Linked DNA regions of Zea mays: all the other regions are linked to region 2. A link is a contact called in public Hi-C data. All regions are on one chromosome and are shown on one strand. Each heading gives the region's core, a stretch centred on a gene start, on an enhancer-like site or on the middle of the called end of the contact. The rest is flanking DNA. Distances are from core to core; before and after follow the strand shown. Region 1 holds the start of LOC100383079. Region 2 holds the start of LOC100192886. Region 3 holds the start of LOC100274411.

The links. A called contact is a pair of places that touch in the nucleus more often than the background predicts.
Region 1: a contact with region 2 is called in a Hi-C map of bundle sheath, with 2.5 times the contacts expected there. The contact joins the promoter of LOC100383079 here to the promoter of LOC100192886 in region 2. A contact is called at or near these places in 3 of 25 Hi-C or Micro-C datasets (bundle sheath, ear and leaf).
Region 3: a Hi-C map of bundle sheath shows a contact between it and region 2, with 2.7 times the contacts expected there. The contact joins the promoter of LOC100274411 here to the promoter of LOC100192886 in region 2. A contact is called at or near these places in 6 of 25 Hi-C or Micro-C datasets (bundle sheath, ear, endosperm and 2 more).

What each region holds. Positions count from the first base shown.
Region 1 is chr1:242,985,586-242,988,953 of Zm-B73-REFERENCE-NAM-5.0, forward strand. It overlaps LOC100383079, which reads right to left and starts at 1,563. Exons shown (of 1, transcript NM_001175750.1): 1 at 1-1,563. The coding sequence starts at 1,522.
Region 2 is chr1:243,129,027-243,131,998 of Zm-B73-REFERENCE-NAM-5.0, forward strand. LOC100192886 reads right to left here and starts at 1,414. Exons shown (of 4, transcript NM_001157523.2): 1 at 1,137-1,414; 2 at 653-1,017; 3 at 474-552; 4 at 1-338. The coding sequence starts at 1,296.
Region 3 is chr1:243,272,435-243,275,775 of Zm-B73-REFERENCE-NAM-5.0, forward strand. It overlaps LOC100274411, which reads right to left and starts at 2,059. Exons shown (of 14, transcript NM_001148770.1): 1 at 1,542-2,059; 2 at 990-1,051; 3 at 706-778; 4 at 569-625.

The sequences.
Region 1 (3,368 bases), core at 313-2,812, 140 kb before region 2:
CCACATGCGTGGTCTGCGGGTCTGTGCCGTGGTCGTACAGTCTCGCGAGGCCAAAGTCACCCAGCCGCCCGTTCATCTCGCCGTCGACGAGCACGTTGCTTGCTTTGATGTCTCGGTGTATAACCACCTTCTCCCAGTCCTCGTGCATGTAGAGTAGCCCGGCCGCGACACCTCTGACGATGTGCACCCTCTGAGCCCAAGCCAGGACGGGCTTGTCGCCATGGCAGTGGAGGTGCTTGTCCAGGCTGCCGTTTAGCATGTAGTCGTACACCAGCAAGAGCTCCCCTTCGCGCCGGCAGTAGCCGAGCAGCGGCACGAGGTTGCGGTGCCGGAGACGGCCAATGCTGGCGACCTCGGCGACGAACTCCTTCATCCCTTGCCTTGATTCGTGCGACACCTTCTTCACGGCGACATAGGTCCCGGAACCCGGGAGCACGCCTTTGTACACCCTGCCAAACCCGCCTGCTCCGAGCAGCCTCTTGTCCCTGAAGCCGCCGGTGCCGTCGTACAGGTCCTTGTACGCGAACCGGTGTGGCCCGAACTCCACCTCCCAATCTTCGCGCAGCTCGGCGTACCTGCGCCGCCGTCGGAGGAGCACGAACCCGAGGGCGACCGCCGCGAGGACGGATACCGTGGTGGCTATCGGCAGCGCGACAGTCAGCGCCTTGGACCGGGGCTTTGGGCCGATGCGAGGCAGCTTCGGCAGCTTGTCGTAGTCGAGAGCCGGAGCGGCGCCGTCGAGCGCGAAGCTCCATCCGAGCACGTAGTGCTTCACCAGCACGATGCTGGACGCGGACGAGAAGCCGACGTACGCTGTGTCCGTGATGACCGTGGAGAGGTTGATGTTCCTGGTCGAGATGAGCGGTCTCCGGGGCCTGGGCTGGCGCGCCGGGGCCATGGCCACGGTGACCTCCGTCGTGGCAGCGTCGTAGTCCACCCAGACCTGCATGGGTTCCCTGCTTATGAGGCTCAGGTTATGGAACGCGCCGCCGCCGCCGTCGTCAAAGTACCCCGCCGGGGCGGCCACGGTGGAGTTGAGGCTGTTGACGTCGACGCCGACGTGGTTGTTGTTGATGTCGGCGAACTCCGGGTTCCGCACGGTGTCCAACTCGACGGCGAAGACGTGGTTGCGGGCGTCGCCGTTGTCGGTGCCGTTGAACATGCCCAGGTACTGCTGCGGCATCGCCGTGGACAGGTCCGTGGTCGGCGCCACCAGGAACGCGAACCCGCTGGTGCTCAGGTCGAGGAACTCCGACACGATGGCGAACACGAACGTCGTGGAGAAGGACGACAGCATCGGCCGGTGGAACTTGACTGGATCCGGGTGGAACGCGTGGCCCTTGGACATGTTGGTGTCGTTGGTGAGCTGGAGCAGACCGGCCGGCGTGACGGTGGCCGTACCGTCGAGCGACAAGCCCGCGCCGCCGAAGCCGTTGTAGGCGAACTCCACGGCGCCACTGGCGGCGGCAACCATTGCCGCAACCACCACTACCGGCAGAAAACGCTTACTACTAGCAGACATGGCGATGCACAGTTTCCACGTCACTCACAGGGACACTAACAAATGAAATGCTCCATTGATCTAGCGCCAAGTCAAGCCAGGAAACCTACTCTTGTGATAGCCAGGAAATCTAATTTTATTTATTACACACTGAGGCTGGAAGAAATCGAGAACCGCAAGAAAGGGTCGCCATGAGAGCGACCTGCCATGACTCATCATGCAATATTCAACGGCGTGCGCAAGACTGCAAGGACTGCAGGTATGAATACACGGCGGTTGCGTTTCATTGCCTTCCTCCTCGACCTGCCTTGATTCATCTTCCAATTAATATACAACGGCGTGATCGCTCACGGTGTCGTGATTGATCGGAAATCTAATTGTACTCTGACAACAAGTGGCACACTAGAAATTCGTCACATCTGTCAATAGTGCATCTGGAGTTCTGGACGATATAATGTCGTGACTCCAAAGCAACAATGTGGACGCATGGAGTCATGGACCTTGACGAAGGTTAGTTGGGACTCCCACCTGGAAATTTCATCTTCTGTGGGTTTTTCAATTGGACCACGACTTGAATGTCGCCTGAAAATGCCCCTTTTTATGCTTTCGGCAACGCAAGTTGACCTAAACTACAGGTACATGCATCGCTGGTCTTGTTGGATCTCAATTCTCATGTACGGGATAACTATTAGCCTAGAGATGGCGACGGGGTGCGTTGGGGCTGGGGAAGTGCTCGTCGTCTCCGTCTCTGTCCCCATCCCGGCTCTCATCCTCGAAACTTATTTCCCATCTCAGCTCCGAAGCACTTAGCCTTTGTTCGGTTGCACAAAATCGAAAAGAATTGAGTGGAATTCAATTTCCTTCACTCCACTCCCAACTCAACAATCCCGTAATAGAGAGGATTTCATCCCTATCCCTGTTGGGAGCCCGATACCCACGAGAACCCGTGCACGATCAATTATTGAATACAAATATTACAATATACACATATAAACCAGGATTGCCACGTGAGCGAGTGATAACTGAGTGAAGGAAATAAGGGTTAGCGAGTGAGGAATTTGCATCTTTATATGGGGTCACAGGGATGGCATGACTCCTAATTCGGGTCCCCATTAGACCTCCACGGAAAATTTTCGCCCCTGTCCCTTGAGTTTTGGGTCTCCACCCTGCTATTCCCGCGGATGAAATTTTAGACTCACCACCGCCCCTTTGGGTCGGGTCTCCGCGGGGACCTGCCCCTTACAAAAAATTTGTCATCCTTAGATCAGCAGAGCATGCACATAATCGTACAAAACACTGTTTTACACTGTAGACTACACGGTTTACATAGTGGCGTTTAAAACATGGAGTGGAATAGGGGGTGGGGTATGGAGACCGCTAAATATAGCCTTATATTAGCAGGGGAGGGGGCAGGCCTGTTATTTTTTTGTTAGATGACATATAAGACACTAACTAGTTTGTTTGTTGGGGACTGGTACCAAAGAAGGACCCTGATTTAAAGGAAAGTACAAAAAGTTAGATTGGTTCAACCCTAATTTTTACACATGTATAGTTGATTGCATTCTTAAAGGGGTCTTTGGGATAGCTCCACTTCACCAATTCTAGCTTCGCTTCACCAAGAGCAGCTCTACTCTAGAGTTTTAAAATGTTTTTGATGTGTTTGGCTTGTAACCTAGCTCTTGGAAATTGAGATTATGTTGGAAAAATGACTTCGTTACGCGGCGCCTCCCAAGCAGCACTTCTTCCACACTGACAGGCCACCATGGCCGCGATTCCTTCCCCCGGTAATTAAGTGTGTTCTTGAGTGCAGGCCACACGTACTTGAGCGATTCCTTTCCACCATGGCCGCCAATTCTTGAGCGTAGGC
Region 2 (2,972 bases), core at 164-2,663:
CGGCGCGTACCCGTAGTGCGGCGGCACCTGGTACATGCCGGCGTCGGCCAGGGGCGGCGGCGCCACCGACGCGGAGGCGGCCGCGGCCCCGGCCTTGTCCTTCTTCTCCTCGGCCCCGCCGCCGCCGCCGCCGCCACCGTCCTTCTTCTTATCTCCCCCGTCTCCTGCGCCCTTGTCCTTCTTGTCACCGCCGCCGCCGCCGTCCTTCTTGCCGGGCGCCACCACTTCCACGTCCCGGCTGAGCTTCTCCCTGAGGTACGCCGGCAGAGCGGCGCCGTCCATGGTGCCGGTCACCTTCACCAGGTCCTTGGCGGCGTCGAACGCCACGTCCTTCACGCCTGGAATGGAATGGAATGGACGCACAAAATTGTCAGGTCCAATTTTTAGATCTCCACGGAAAAGGCTCTCAAAGCCTTTTGACGATTCTCGTGGGATGCGAATAAAACTGCGACGGATGCCTAGGAAAACCTCACCTTTGATCTTGGAGATGCGGCGCTTGATGCGCTCGATGCAGCCGTCACAGTGCAGCCGGATCTTCAGCGTCACAGTCTCCTGAAAGAAAAAAAAAAGACCGTCGTTCAGTTGCTGAGCAAGGCGGCAGACGGTGACGAGACGAGGGTCGCCGGACTTGAATAATCGGCTAGTAAATGACCTCCTTGGGCTTCTTCTTCTCCTCCTTGGGCTTGTCGGCACCCTTCTCCTTGTCGGCCTTCTTCTCGCCGCCGCCCTTCTCCTTGTCGGCCTTCTTCTCTCCGCCGCCCTTTTCCTTGTCGGCCTTCTTCTCTCCGCCGCCGCCGCCGCCCTTCTCTTTGTCCGCCTTCTTCTCGCCGCCGTCCGCTTTCTTATCCTTCTCCTTCTCCTTGTCCTTCTCCTTCTTGGGTGGGCCGGCGCCGGCGGAGACGATCTGCACGGGCTTCTTCGCCCTGGCCTCGATGCGCTCCTTGAGCTCCACCGCGTCCGCCGGACCGGTCACGACCACCTTACCCGCCGCCATGTCCGGCGTCACCGACTCCACACCTGCACGTGCGTGCGGCCACAGAGCAACCGAACGGACGGTGAGAAACAAGGAACAAGCCCCACCGCAAGAGAAGTACACGCGTAACCGCCGGTAATCTGGGGGAAGAGCGCGTACGCACCTGGGGCGTGCTTGATGGCCTTGCGGACCTTGTTGGCGCAGCCGGCGCAGTGCAAGTCGACCTTCAGCACGATGGGCTGCGGCGCGGCCCCGGCGCCGGCGTCCTTCTTCTTGTCGCCGCCGGCGGCGTCCTTGTTGCCCGCCTTCTTGTCCTCTCCCATGGCGGCCGGCCTTTGTCTGTCTCGTCGACCTGTCTCTGTGGCGGGGCGGGGGGCGGTTACCGAGGGCGCTGGGCGCCGCGGAGTTCGAGGTGGAAGGCTGGGGCGTTCTGAGACGGAGAGGGCCGAGTGCCCCGGTGGGGGCGGCGTTAAATAGGCGGCGGGACCGGGCGGGTGATGAGCGGGCCGCGGGGGTGGGTGCGCGCGCACAAGCGCAGTGATGGCGGAGGGGGGAGCCAGAGTGGGGCTGCTGCCAAGCTGCTGACCGCGGACCGGCTGGCTCGTCGCTGCAGTGGATGTGGACGTGTCTGCCGCGCGTGCGCGCGCCGCCAAAGGATTTCCTCTCCCGGCCTTCTTCCTCGTTGTTTCGTTGGTAGTGCCGTTTAACAACGGGAGTAGAAGTGTTCCGCTTGGAGTTGAAGTCCTTTTTAATGGCATGGATTTTGAGTAATAACTGAGTACAGCACTAGCATTACCGATTTTTTGGTCTGTATGTGACACGGTAACGCCCATAACTATTTTTTTTTTGTAAAAGAAAAAGGTGTTCACTAATGAAGAAACCAACAAAACTACAAAAGAGAGACTGACAGTTGCCACCGAGCGCAGAGACGGAAGGCTATGAATATGATGACGCCTCTACCTGTGGGATGTGCCTGTGCGGTGCCAACGACGCCGTAGCGCACACGTTTGGTCACTCATGCGGCTATGGCCATGGCCGCTCGCTTGCTTCCCGGAACGGCCGCGCCCCGGGAAGCCACGTCCGGATGACGTCATCGCCCGCCGGTTTCGGTTTGTCTGGGCGAGCCCGAGTTGTGAGTGGTGACCGGGGGCGGGGGACGCCAGGCGCCCAGGCCGCGCGCATGGGGGGTGGTGGCGGGAGGCCACCGGCGGTACGGCGCCCACGTGTGCCCCACCTGCGCTGCGCTGGCTTCGTACGGGAGGCGCGGCCCGGCGGATTTTTTTTTCAAACGATGGTTGGCGCTCGCCGCCCTGCAGGGCGGAATCCCCGCGCGGCAGCCCACGGACGGGACGGGCCTTCCCGGCTGTCACGGGCTGACGCCTCACATACAGGCTCCTGCTGCGGCCGCTTTGAGTCCATGTCATTGTCGGGTTGTTTCTCGTAATTCCCCATTCGTGAGCAGGCGTGCGTTGGTACGGTGTTTATGCTGCGAGCACGGTTCCACGTGACATCACATAATATGAGTGGGTCCGGCAGGCCCAGCAATTGAATGGCTTATTCTCTGCTGGCTCCGAACTCAAATCTGTTGGAGCGCAGCGGTAACGAGATTCGAGAGAACAGAGAGGAATAGTGAAAATGACGGTTGTGTGTTTTATTGCAGGGAATATACAGGTGAAGGGGTGCGTTCTCAAGTGGATGTCCCTTGAAAATTATCTATCGTACCCCTTGGATTGATCACAGATACAATATTTTATAACACTCCCCTTGATCAATTCAAGTCCATTTGATAATCTGCAAGCTGTCTTCCAATATATTATCTTCTCAAAAACTCTGGGGGAAAAATAAGGAGTATACAATATCTTTTGGATAATGAGATAATCTTACTTGAACTCCAAAAGAAAAATATGCTTGTAATCATCATGCATAAAAAACCCTTGTGGGGAAAAGTCAATGATGAAGCATATAGCTTAGTTGATATTACCTCATTAAAAACTTTGGA
Region 3 (3,341 bases), core at 809-3,308, 140 kb after region 2:
ATGTGGAAATTTGATTAAAAAATCCACTTCACTAAAAACGATGTGTGGCATCATATGTTTTGCTTTGGGGGCATAGCAAACAAATGCCTAAAACGATTTGACTAACTAATACCAATAAATACACCTGGAAGTAGTATATGGCCAGTATGCTCTTAGACTGTCTCTACCAACAACGTCCTCTAAATTCATCCTCTATATTCGTCTTTTACGGTCTTCTCTAAAAGATTCTCTCCTCTATAGTTCCTCCTTCTTCAACAAGGTTCTTTATATCTCGTTCTCTAAACGTAAATCTCTATGGTAGAGACATATTTTACTTTTAATTGTTGTACGTACGTATTTATCGTACTCTGAAATGTTTGTACATATTTTAGTTTTGTTAAATCTGTTGTTTTAAATATTAAAATGGATAGAAGAGAGGAGAGAGAAACTCTATATATAGAGGATCCAACAACGTCCTCTATATTTAGAGAACCGTTTAGAGAACGCTGCTAGAGACATAAAAGAGGAAAATCTTCTCTAAAATTTAGAGTAGAGGACGCTTTAAAGGACCTGCTGGAGAGAGTCTTACCTTCCCAGCCCTTGAGAAGAACTCATAAACATCTCTCTCGTCTGCCTTCAAAGATAGCTGCAGTAATGCTTACTAACATTAGTTTGATGCGTCAATGTATAAACTAATACAGTAGAGCATTTCATTAAAAAATAAACCTGGAAGGCAAATACAGTCCTCTGGTCCCTTTCTGGATCAACTTCTGGCTCTGCCCCGTCATCTTTCCTACGCCTTCACAACAAGAAAAGAAAACATGTTTAGCGAAGCAGCATAAGCAATGCATGAAGCAGTAAAAATAGACTTGTGACTATTATTATATCATCGTTTATTATCCCTGGTAAGCACAGATAACCAAATGTGTCCAAGCACCCCAACTGTGCCAGCCCAATCCATGTTGTTAACTTGCAACTACACCACAAAGATGATAAAAAAGAATGGTGACCTGATATCTTGAGTCAGGCCCAATTGCAGATACCATCTGAAGACGGCTCTATCGTATCATATCTGCGAGTTCCCATATTAATATTCAATATTCAAACTTATCAATCCTAGATGATAATATAACATGAAACTACAGTCATATGTTAGCAGGCCTACAGACAATGGTGATTGGTACTAATGCAAACTCACTATGTTTGACATGTATGTGCGAAAATAAAGTCCTAAAGCTACTACATAAGTTGCACATTACAACACACAGCTACAAAATTTCTACGGCAACAGAGAATCATGCTCACTCAATCAAGCAAATCCAAACAACAGCTCTACTCTCTTCAAGACTTAAAAGTTTGTACAGCTGCTTACAAGCTCAGGATGAAAAAATGTTGGTTTTTGTAACTAACCCTGCAAAGGGTTTGGAGAAACTTAGCCTGTATGAATCACATCAGACCCTTTACTAATCGACAATCCAACGTGGCTCGTAACAAGGCCATTGAATTGAAATGCACAAGACCTGTCACATTAGCATTATGCAAGACAGCTCACGAATTCGTACCTGACATCACGGTCGCGATAGTGATGTCGCTCGCTGCGCTCGCGCTCCCGCTCCAGCTCCCTAACCATCTCCTCTTCCTCGGCACGGCGCCGCTCCGAGCGGCTCCGGCTCCTCCGCTCCCGTTCCACTTCCCTCTCTCTCAGCCGGTGCCTGTCACCCCTCTCCTTCTCCCGTTCTCTCCCTTCCCTGTCCCTGTCCTTCCCGCGGCTTTCGCGGCTCCTCTCCTCCTTCACGTCATCCTTGTCCCGGTCACGGTGCTCCCGGCCGCTGCGGTGCCTGTCCCGGTCGCGGTCCTCCCCCGAGCGAGAGCGCTTCGATATGCGGTCCTCGCCGCCCTCGCGGCGGCGCGAGCCGCGGTCCTTCTCGCCGGAGCCGGAGCCGGAACCATTGGCCTGTGGGGGAGCGGGCTCTACCGCCTTCTCCAAGTACTCGTATTCGTCAAACTCCATGGCGGCGGTGCGGGGCGCTCGAATGGATCGGGGCACGGCTGTGAAACCCTAGACGGCGCGCTTGGGGAGGGACGGGGTAGGCAGGAGAACTGTGAAGTCTAAACCCTATCCATATACTAGAAAATTGGCCGGGCGCATGGGGCGATAATTTTTTTTTTTTTTTGCTATTTTAACACTCATTTAAATTGGCTACTCTCTTCTAATCTCCTCAAATCTAATTTCTATACTTATAAACTAATATCTTCTCTAAAATAGAATTAATTGTATTTTTACTCTCTTTTCTTTTATCTTCTTATTTTTTCTAGCCCTAAATGACTGAACTGCCCCTACCAGTTTTAGGTAGTGTTTGGTTGAGGAGTCAAGTAGAACGGAGTCGTTCCATTCCTGATTCTAGGAACGGAGCCGCTCTGTTTTGTGTTTGGTAATCTGGAACGGAGCGGTTCTGTTTTTTGTTTGGTTGCAGAGTGAGCGGAACGGAGCGTGACTGTGAGAGCGGGATTGGAACGGAGCGGCTCCGTCCCATTGATTTTTTGGAGCAGAATGGTTCCGGATCTGAGGAGAATATTCCCTAATTGGAGTCATTCCGTTCTAGTTACTTTGTAACCAAACAACAACAAAACTGGGACAGAACGGTTCCGTTCTACTTGGCTCTTCAACCAAACGCTACCTTAGTGTCTCAGGTCAAAGTCCTTGTGGGTCGAGCTCTCCTCCCTCATCCACAACCCGGCGCCTCTTTGTTGATTTGCCCTCTCTGTTGGTTTGCCAGTTCCTTTGTCTTCCTGTTGCCCATGTACTTTGAATTATATAGTATTTGGGCCAATATTATTATATTTAGTTATGCAACTTTTGGATCATGTAGATAGGACTTTAATGAAATCAGTGAGATCTTCTTTTTCTTTTTGTTATTCCTAGATGTTTTGAGTGTATAAAACGGTTCTTGGCCCTATATAATTGTTCCGTTGTGCTGGATTTGATTACATAATTATCTGAATGTATAGGATATAGAGTTGTGCACATCCAGACAACTTAAATCGTTTACACATATCACGTTTTAGGTGTCTATGTGGCCCTGGCTGGGACAACTGTTAGCTAATAGTTCAACTATTAGCTAGATTGTTTGGATGTATACAGCTAATTTTAGCAGCTAACTATTAGCTCTTGTGCATTAAAACAGCTCCTCAGTCTTGGATAGTGTACAGTAATCAAGATGAATGACAACGACTACAACACCTTTGTGTTTAGTTTAGCCAATTGAAATTACGTAGTACATATATTTTATTGTAAGGTTTTGTGTTTTTATTATTCACGCATCATTTTTCCCTTTCTATTGGTAGTTGTTGATCTGTATATT